Regions from separate parts of the Mus musculus genome. Here regions 1 and 2 are each linked to region 3. The links are chromatin contacts, called in public ChIA-PET and promoter capture Hi-C maps. All regions are on one chromosome and are shown on one strand. The core of a region is the stretch at or near the end of the contact, and the rest is flanking DNA. Distances in the headings are between cores, read along the strand shown.

What was found. Promoter capture Hi-C pulls out the DNA fragments that hold promoters and counts their contacts. ChIA-PET counts read pairs in DNA pulled down with a chosen protein or histone mark.
Region 1: a contact with region 3 is called in an RNA polymerase II ChIA-PET map of memory CD8 T cells, with 24 read pairs. The contact joins two enhancer-like sites. A contact is called at or near these places in 7 of 39 promoter capture datasets (the C10 cell line, the SN4741 cell line, embryonic stem cells and 4 more) and 1 of 115 datasets of contacts at active chromatin or transcription factors (memory CD8 T cells).
Region 2: a contact with region 3 is called in a promoter capture Hi-C map of hematopoietic stem and progenitor cells, with 6 times the contacts expected there. The contact joins the promoter of Wdr19 here to the enhancer-like site in region 3. A contact is called at or near these places in 10 of 39 promoter capture datasets (the C10 cell line, the SN4741 cell line, embryonic stem cells and 5 more), 1 of 115 datasets of contacts at active chromatin or transcription factors (memory CD8 T cells) and 2 of 9 other capture datasets (adipose tissue and macrophages).

Annotation. Positions count from the first base shown.
Region 1 is chr5:65,216,115-65,218,814 of GRCm38.p6, reverse strand. All of the region lies in intron 6 of Wdr19 (WD repeat domain 19), which reads right to left. Among named protein-coding and RNA genes, the nearest start is that of Wdr19, 18 kb to the right of the region's middle. Within about 2 kb of position 1,289, at least 32 of the 459 cell types and tissues checked have an H3K27ac peak or open chromatin away from gene starts, as enhancers often do. A contact at or near this core is called in memory CD8 T cells, where this site is marked.
Region 2 is chr5:65,198,097-65,201,111 of GRCm38.p6, reverse strand. It overlaps Wdr19 (WD repeat domain 19), which reads right to left and starts at 1,416. Exons shown (of 37, transcript NM_153391.2): 1 at 1,352-1,416. The coding sequence starts at 1,357.
Region 3 is chr5:64,486,498-64,489,522 of GRCm38.p6, reverse strand. No RefSeq gene overlaps it. Among named protein-coding and RNA genes, the nearest start is that of Gm52815, 7.7 kb to the left of the region's middle. Within about 2 kb of position 1,607, at least 114 of the 459 cell types and tissues checked have an H3K27ac peak or open chromatin away from gene starts, as enhancers often do. A contact at or near this core is called in adipose tissue, hematopoietic stem and progenitor cells and memory CD8 T cells, where this site is marked.

The DNA of each region.
Region 1 (2,700 bases), core at 40-2,539, 730 kb before region 3:
GCTGGCACAGCACACAGCTCTAGGTTCAACCCCTAAAGCTGCACAACCAAGACAAGACAGAGCCACCGGAACAGTCTCTAGCCTCCAGAAGCAAGATAGATGCTGAGCAGGGCGAACAGAAATGACAGAGGGATGACTTTCTGAACCACAGCAGACACACAGCAAAAGAGACAAGACGTGCGCGGTATGCTTTGCCTACAAGTGACACTTTCTGTGGTATGCCTACTTTGAGAAGGAGACTTCTTAAGGTTAGAAAGTGCAAACAGTTATCTTGTATGCAAATACTGGCAAGACGTAATGATCTCCTGTGATGCTCTGTAGAAAAAAGTATCCCAAGGTCATTCATGACTCAGGGGACCAAAAACTGCAAGAACACACCAGGGATGTCCAGTGTGGGCACCTGAATTGGGGGCGGGGCAGCAGTAAACAGTGCATCTAATGTTCTGTTTCTAAAGGGCAGCAGAATAGAATGATCAAAACTGCAAGGTGACTAGAGCTCATGTCGGAGCAAACAGCGTTGAGAAGGCCAGAAGAATCTTAGAAAGTATACTAGTTTGAGGCAGTGACTTGGCTGGGTGGACAAAAAGTGTTTAGCATATGTACCCAATGACCTGAGCTTAAGTCCCAGATTCCATATAAAGGCAGAAGGAGAGAACTGACCCCACAAAATTGTTCTCTGATCTCCATTCACATGCTGTAGCACACATGTGTACTCATGTCCACCATATGTGCACGCGTGCACAAGCACACGTGTGGGTGTGACCATATGGCTGGGCTATGACAGGAAAGGAAACCAACAAGGCTGCTTTTGGCTCAGCTTCTCCACTAATTTCTAATGTTTTGCCTCCCTCTCTCCCTTTCCCGGGGCTGAAATGCAGACAGAACCCTGAGGCAGGAGCTTTCAGCTGGCAGGTAAGGATGCGTCCTGGAAAAGGCCAGAAGCTAAGATGGAAGGGAGATGGCATTCTGGGTAACCCACCCACTTCCTTACTGCTACATGAGAAAGACAGGAAACCACAACACGACAACTGTCATGTTCTTACAGTCCCTATAATTCGAAACTTATAATTCTGTTACTATTTACTTACTTATTTACTGGTCCTAAGGACTGAGCACAGAGCCTCGTGAACTGAGCCACACTCCCAACCTCTGTGATAACATTTGCCCACACTCTGCCTTATTCAGGTTGTCTTCTGTCTTTTAAAGATTCACAGTCTAAAGTGTACTGGTTGTTACCACCTCCCAAAGCTATAAAGCATAAAAGCTGGACCACAAAATTTGGTAACTCATCATGAAAGGCCATGTGTCTTTTAGAAGACTACCTAGTATCACGGCAGGAGTGTGTGTGAATAGGAAAGTCCCGTGAAGGTGAAGAACCTTTCATAACAACCTTTGCTTAATTGTAAATAAGAGTCCCAAGAGAGCTACATGAATTCCTTCCTGTCCACACTCCATCACCTCCTACTAGGCTCCAACTCCTCCAAGGTTCCCCTACGTCCCCACAGTATGTAGACGAGAGACCAAACTTCAGACAACGAAACCTTGGGTGATAAACCACATTCAACTCCAGCACACTCCATGGGAGAGATCCACATGGTAGGGAATCAGGACTTACAGTGGATAGAGTGAGTCTGTATAGGAACAGAAATCTGCAAGGAGCTGAACTCTACCAACCACTACGTGAGTGAGCTTAGAAACGGCCTTGTGGGAGATTCTGAGGCAGAGGCACTCCAAGAAGCTGCATCTGGATTCCTTGTCAACAACAATGAAACACTGATGTTTCAAGCTCCTACATTTTGAGATATTTTGTTATACAACAACAGCTGACAAATACATCACATTTCCAACTGTCTGTACAGTACAGACCAAGGAAGGTTTATCTGTGTGCTGTGCCTAAGCAGATATTCCAAGAGTATTTCAGTCAGTGCAGCCTAGTTCAGACAGTACAGTAGGGCACTGAGGTATGGACTGTAAAGACAGTACACCAGGGTACTGAGGAATAGATAGTGGTTCATGGAATAATTTTCCCAGTGGTGATGCTAGGTAGCCATTGACAATGCAGATTCTCTGAAGAAGAGATCCTCTTAGGATCAAATCAAGTTTGGGAAATTTCAACAGAAGAAGGAATTCATCTTAATTGAGATTTAGTCAGGATTCCTTTGGAAACTATTTAACATATCCATTAAAGGTATATCCATTAAAGCTTTAGACTCAGGAAGCCTGATTTGGAGTCCACAGTTCTCTAGTTCTTACCATTTTATCAGCATGCATGCATAAAACTTCACAAACATACTGTCTGAAACCACAGAGCTGATAATCCATTTGATATCAAAGGGGAAAATATATTTCCTTTAATAGCTAACTTATTAATCTTAAAGAAAAAAATCCTAGTAAAAAAGGATTTGTGTGTGTGTGTGTGTGTGTGAGTGTGTGTGTGCGTATGCAAGTGTGAAAGTTTGTGTGCCCACTTGTATCTGGGTGCTGTGTGTGTGTATGGATGCATGGGAACAGACAAAGGTTTCTGATCCTTAAAACATAAAACTGGGGGCTGGAGAGCTGGCGTAGTAGTTAGAAGCACTTGTTGCTCTTGCAGAGGACCCAGGGTCAGTTCCCAGTGCCCACAGATGGCTAGTAAACATCTGTAACTCCAATTCCAGGAAACCTGACGACACCCTCTTCTGACTTCAGTGGTCACCAAGC
Region 2 (3,015 bases), core at 167-2,666, 710 kb before region 3:
GCTTTATTGGTATTTTTTCTGTTAGATGCTGATACAAATTTTGGAGATACTCGGCAAAACAAACTGTATTATCACAATGTTATTTGTTTTTTTTAAACAATTTTATTGTTGTTATAAGTTAAAAATTTGAAATTTCATTGACTTATATTATTCTTATATCAGACTGCTACATTCTAGAATACTCAGGAACATGACCCTAGATGAAAAATATTAGTTTTAAATACTGTAGATTAATCAAGCACACCCTTATCTAGGTAGATGCAGCTTAGATACTGTAGCTGAAGACTTGAATCTGAGTGACAACACAACTCCTCCAATGCTATCTGAATAAATGCCCATCTCCCGAAAGCCTGTGTCCTGGAATCGCAACTTAAGATAGAGGTGCGCTATGATGCCAAGCACACACAGGTTTTTTCCAGCACGTACACTCACTCAACGTATTCTAGACCATCTTACTTCTGCGAGTTTGGGAATACATCGTCCTTAAACCTGATTCTATTCCTTTCATGGCAGATCTGTCTTGGGCTGTAATCTTACAGGTTAGTTTTCTTCCACAGAGTTATATCGGTTCTAGGTACAACTCAGATAAAAGTTACAGCTTTCCTAGAACAGCAAAAAGGTTTGCTTGTTGCAGGTCACGGTTAACTTAACTGTAAAGAGAATAGTATTTACTCCTTTCCGACACACCAGAAAGTGAATCATGCAAAGTTATCTGCCAATTCCAATGGACACACAAGAGCTACAGTGAAGCTTTAGGAAAGCTGAAACCATTTTAAACTCGGTGTTTCCATTTCTTTGTCAGAGCAGTGCGGGGGTAAGTACCTCTGAGGTAAATCACAGGAGTGCAGCGGCTGCCCCTGTGGAATTCACAACAAACCCAATCAGAAAACCTGCGTGCAGTGGAGGACGCACACAGGTGTGCAGATTTCTCCATCATGTGTTCTAGCGACCAGGGCTCTGCATACCGGACAGGTCACAGGCCAAGTAATTCTTGATGACTGTTTTAGAGACTTTTGATTCTCCCTAGGGCTCTGGGCCAGTGGCTTGGTTTGCCCAGGATTAAGCTACAAGAAATCGGTAGCGATACCGGTAGTTCGGGCGTACTCAGATCAGGCTTCTACCAGATTCCAGAGGGCACAGGCCTCCCTCAGCCCGCTCTCCAGAGCTTCCTTTCCCTGCATCCTTACAAGCCCATCATCCCCTCCCGCCCGCTCCCGGAGCTCATTCCTCTATCCTCAGCACTTCCGCGGAGGGACAGGGACACAAACTCCTCAGAGTCGCGCTCCGAGAGTTTAGGAAATACAGAGGCTGCCACATCTTCTCAATCCGCTGGCACTTGTAAGTTATTTACCTTCATTTCAAAGGCTCCAGCGACACCCCCGTTCTTGTAAGTGCGCAGGCGCAACAGAACACCCCCGCCCCGCTACCGCGTTCTCGTCACCCAGGAGACCGTGCAAACAGCGACCAATCAGCGAGCGTGGGGCGGAGCTGCCCCCGGAGCCCTCCTTTGAGAGAGATGGGCAGGGTGGGTAGAGTCACGTGATGGAGGTGGAGCTAAGCTCCGGGAAGTTGAATGCTACGAGGGCTGGTCAACTTCCTGCCTGAGCTCTGATTGGGTGAGGCTGCGAGGCAGGCGGGCCCTATGGACAGAAAGGGTCTTGAGCTATGTGAGCAGAAACCACTGGCCTAGGAGCGGTTGTAAAGGAATTCCGGGGGGAAAAAAGCTGGACCCAGAGGTTGGCAAGTAGGAGGCAGGAATTGGCTCATGAGCCAGACGGCTTCTACAAGATCCACTTGTAAAAAAGGCTTGGAGAAACTAATGTATCATTCCTCATTTTTTTTTCTTGCAGGGTTTTTATTTTTGATTTTGCCCTAACGGAGGTGAGGTATGAGGAGTCGTTTTCTTTCAGGACCATTAAGACAATTTTAGCTAGTGTGATCGGGGAGGAATAGTTGAAAAAAATAAAGAAAAGAACTCGCCTGTAGTATTTGAGCCTGGTAAACAAGAAGTTTAGCGGAAGCTAAGCATTAAAAGTTGGCTGGAGGGAGGGAGTGGGATTCTGCACAGTAGCTAAGGTTGGCTAGCTGGGCATCATCACCTCGGGTTCCTAGAATAGAGTTGGGTAATTTTTCACAGCGACTCTCGTCCATGAGATAAAATTGTAGTCAAACCTAAAATGGCCTCAGCAAGAATACAAGATGGAGAAACTTCTGCATTGTCTTGCTCTGTCACAATAGTAACAGGCTAATCAAAAACAAACAAAAAAAAAACAAAAAACCTACATGGTTGCATCAGTAGCTATAATAACAAAGCATTTGACAAAACTGAACATAAAACAAACCCTCAAAATTCTCAAAAAACAAAACCCAACAAGAAAAAGCAAGACAACAAAACCCTGTACCATAGAAATTGTAAACAGTATCTCCAAATAGCCTAAGGCTGATGTACTTAATGCTAAGAATCTTGAAAGTAGTCCCATTAGGAACAAGGCAGGGATGTCCCCTCTTGTGACTCTTTCTCAATTCTGGTGGAAGTCCTAGTTAATGCAATAAGGAGAGAAAAAGAAGCATACTGATTGAGGAAGGAGGTGGGAAAACTGCAGATGACATGACTGAGAGTGTACAGAATCAGTAGAAGAGAGGGAGGGATGTGGGGTAGAGGTAGAGCTAATTATACCAAGCCTCCAGGATACAATCTTAATACACAAAGAGTAGTCACACCCCTCCATATCAGTAATAAGCAGATTTGAAATAAAAGAGCAGTGCCATTTTCATGAGTACCTCTCAAAATGGAATGCAGCTACAAGTCTAGCAACGTATATACATAATGGGTGTGAACAACAGTACAGAACCGAAGATAGATATTAAAAGAGTTCAGAGGGCTGTGAGGTGGCTCAGTGGGGGAGGGTCCTCTTTGCCCAGCTTGACGACTTAATCCCCAGGAAACAGCACAATGCCAGCATAATGTGGAAGGAGAGAAGCAATGACCACAAGTTGTCCTCTGACACAATGGCA
Region 3 (3,025 bases), core at 358-2,857:
TCAATTTTTTGAAAATTTAATAGTACGAAATTGATGCTAAACAGAAAAAAATGTGTATTCACATATAGTTGCTGCAGTATAGTTTATAATAAAGGAAGCTGAAACCAGCTCTCCTTTATGGTGGAATTTTATACAAATTATGGTATGCATGGCGTAAGAGAAGTGTTTTCCTGTGTATGTTCATGTGTGTGGGTACATGTTCATATGCATGTGCATGCCTGTGGGGGTCAGAGGTTAACTTCAGGTGTCCTTCCATGGAGACATCCACTTTCTTTCTTCAGACAAAGGGATCTGTCTGCCTGGCTCTCCCTCCCCTGAGCTAGAATTACAAGCATACATCACATGGTTGGATTTTTTTTTTACATGGTTTGGGGGATCAAACTCAGGTTCTGGTACTAGATTTATTTTTAATATCTCTCTCTCTCTCTCTCTCTCTCTCTCTCTCTCTCTCTCTCTCTCTGTGTGTGTGTGTGTGTGTGTGTGTGTGTGTGTATGTGTTTACACACACACATACATGATGTGTGTATATAGGGAGGCAAGCATGTCATAGCATTTATGTGGATATCAGAGACAACTCTGTGGTGTTCTTGCTCTAAATGGAGTATTACACCAATTGCTTAGTGGGTTTCTAAATGAAATAAGAAAAGGGAACCTATTTGTGTAAGACCACACTGGTGATGTTTAGGTTGGTCATCACCCGTGTTCTGTTTCTTATTTTTAACAATGAACATGTATTCTAACTTTTGTTCACCAATGGAGAAATATAAATTATAAATAGATTATGTATATGTATATATGCATATACATGCATTATATTTATTTAATGGCTCTGGGGATTGAACTTAGTTTCACTACTGCTAGGTGGCATTCTAAGTTTAGTTTTATTTCATGTGCATTGGTGTTTTGTTTGCATGTATGTCTGCATCAGGGTGTCAGATCTTGGAGTTACAGACAGTTATGAACTGCCATATAGGTGCTGGGAATTGAACCTGGCTCCTCTGGAAGAGCGGTCAGTAATCTCAACCAGTGAGCCATCTCTCCAGTCCCCCTAACTTTAATTTTTAAAGAGTTCTTTGAAGTCAATCCATTCCCGGAGCACCAGAATGGAAGCAGAGTGTGCGGCGAGTCATTTTTCACGTGCACACTCCTGGCCCAAACAATGAGCTGCTGCACTCTGCAGCTCAGCTCCGAGCATCAGCAGTCATCTTGAGAGTCGAAGCAGAGACCCTGTGTATCTTGGATGCTGCTATTACATTGCACAATCCTCTACACACCGCAGCAGTAAGAGGGGAACCCAGGCTTCGTACCAAAAAGGTTCACACGCTCTGATATTCACATTCTAGTTTCACTTTGACTTGAAAGTCACACAGAAACCAAATGATTAAATCTGCATTTCCTTTGAACTCTGTGTAGATGGTGAGGTAGGGATTCCCCTTGTAGCTGACATTCCTTACCAAAAAGGATTCTGGAGGCTCTTGGCTCTGAAGCTGTCAGCTGCCTTGACACCAGCCCGATCCAGCGGAATTAGACACTTCCTGTGTTCTGTGGGATTTCACAGGTCTCTGTGCAAGCTCGCACCTCTGTAGCAAATCATGGTTGCTTTCAGATCAACAGTTAGTTCTCACAGTTCTCCTGAGCAAGAGAGAGGAAGTGAGAGAGAGGCTTGCAAGCTCTTGCTGCAGTCCTTTTTAATCTATTGAAGACGGGGAGGTACCAAGGTGTGAGGTCGGCTCTGTTTTTCTCACAGCGGGGCGTGGTCCTCAGAGCATGGTCTGCAGAGCATGGTTCTCAGAGCGGACCTCTAACTCAAGGCTTTGATAGAATGGCCCTGTGTGTGTTGTACTTAGTAGTGCCGAGATGTTTGCAAGCCAATCGTTTCGGTTAGATTCCTCTTATCATAGAGACTTCAGGAGAGTTTAAAAGTGTGGATGCAACCTCGAAACAGGGCTCCCTCCCTTCTAGTCCTGCACATTACCACATTCTTCTAAGCTCCAGACTTCATGATTGTTGATAGTGTTTGCTACTTAGAAATGAGCAAGCTTGAAGGTTGCTGAGGATGAACCTCCTCCTTCATAATCAGCTTTGGACGCCATCTTGCCTCTCTGTTTTATAAAAGGGGGGAAACATCATAATTGACCTTCTTAGGCATGTGGAAATGGAGAGAAGATATCAAGTTGCCCCCAAGATCTAAGATCCCACGACGGGGGACTATGGATTAGACATAGGTGAGAAAGGGGGACATAGCATGCTTTCTTGGGGTCCAGGCAGGGAAGACCTTCCTGCTTCTGCTAAAGAAAGCATGGTTATTCCTTATACTTGCTTAGTTTTCTTTCTTTACTTCTTGCTAATCTGTGCTGATGCATGATTTCAGAAAAAAAAAATGGGGTGAGAGTCATATCTTTGGCCATGGGGAAGAGAGACTGTCTGAACTACCCAAAAAGATCCCAAGATTGCTGGAGGCCTTTTGGTAAGGAACAAAGACTTGTTACTGTCTTCCTCTTGAAGAATTCATCTAGATAGGCCTGTCAGTCACTCAAGCAGGAAAATGCCCCTTGGGAAAGCTCTCTGCCCCCAGAGACTTCAGAAAGTGCTATGAGTCACACTAAATGTGTAGCTCCTTGTAATGGTCTCTCTGGCCATTGTCTAGTCTCACTCTGTGAGAGTGTTTCCAATTACTCTGTAATAAACCTTACCTATAGCATCTACAATAGGTCAGTTGAGATCACAAGAACCAGGGAACCATTGGGAAGCCGGGGTGAGGTCCTGGAGATACTTCCATCTCCACACTGGTTACTAATCCGTCAGTCTCTGTCTGTGGCTCCATCCTGTTAGGCTGTCGTTCTGAGGAACCTGTCCATCTCTTCTAGGTTGTTCGGCTTGTTGAAGATCCTGCTCACCCCAGTCTCTTAGGCTTTGTGATTCTGCAGTACTAACTGTGACGTCTTCTTCATTTTATGATGTCAATTGCTTATTTGACTCTTCCCTCTTACTAATCTAGGTAAAAGTTTGTTCGCTTTAATCTTTA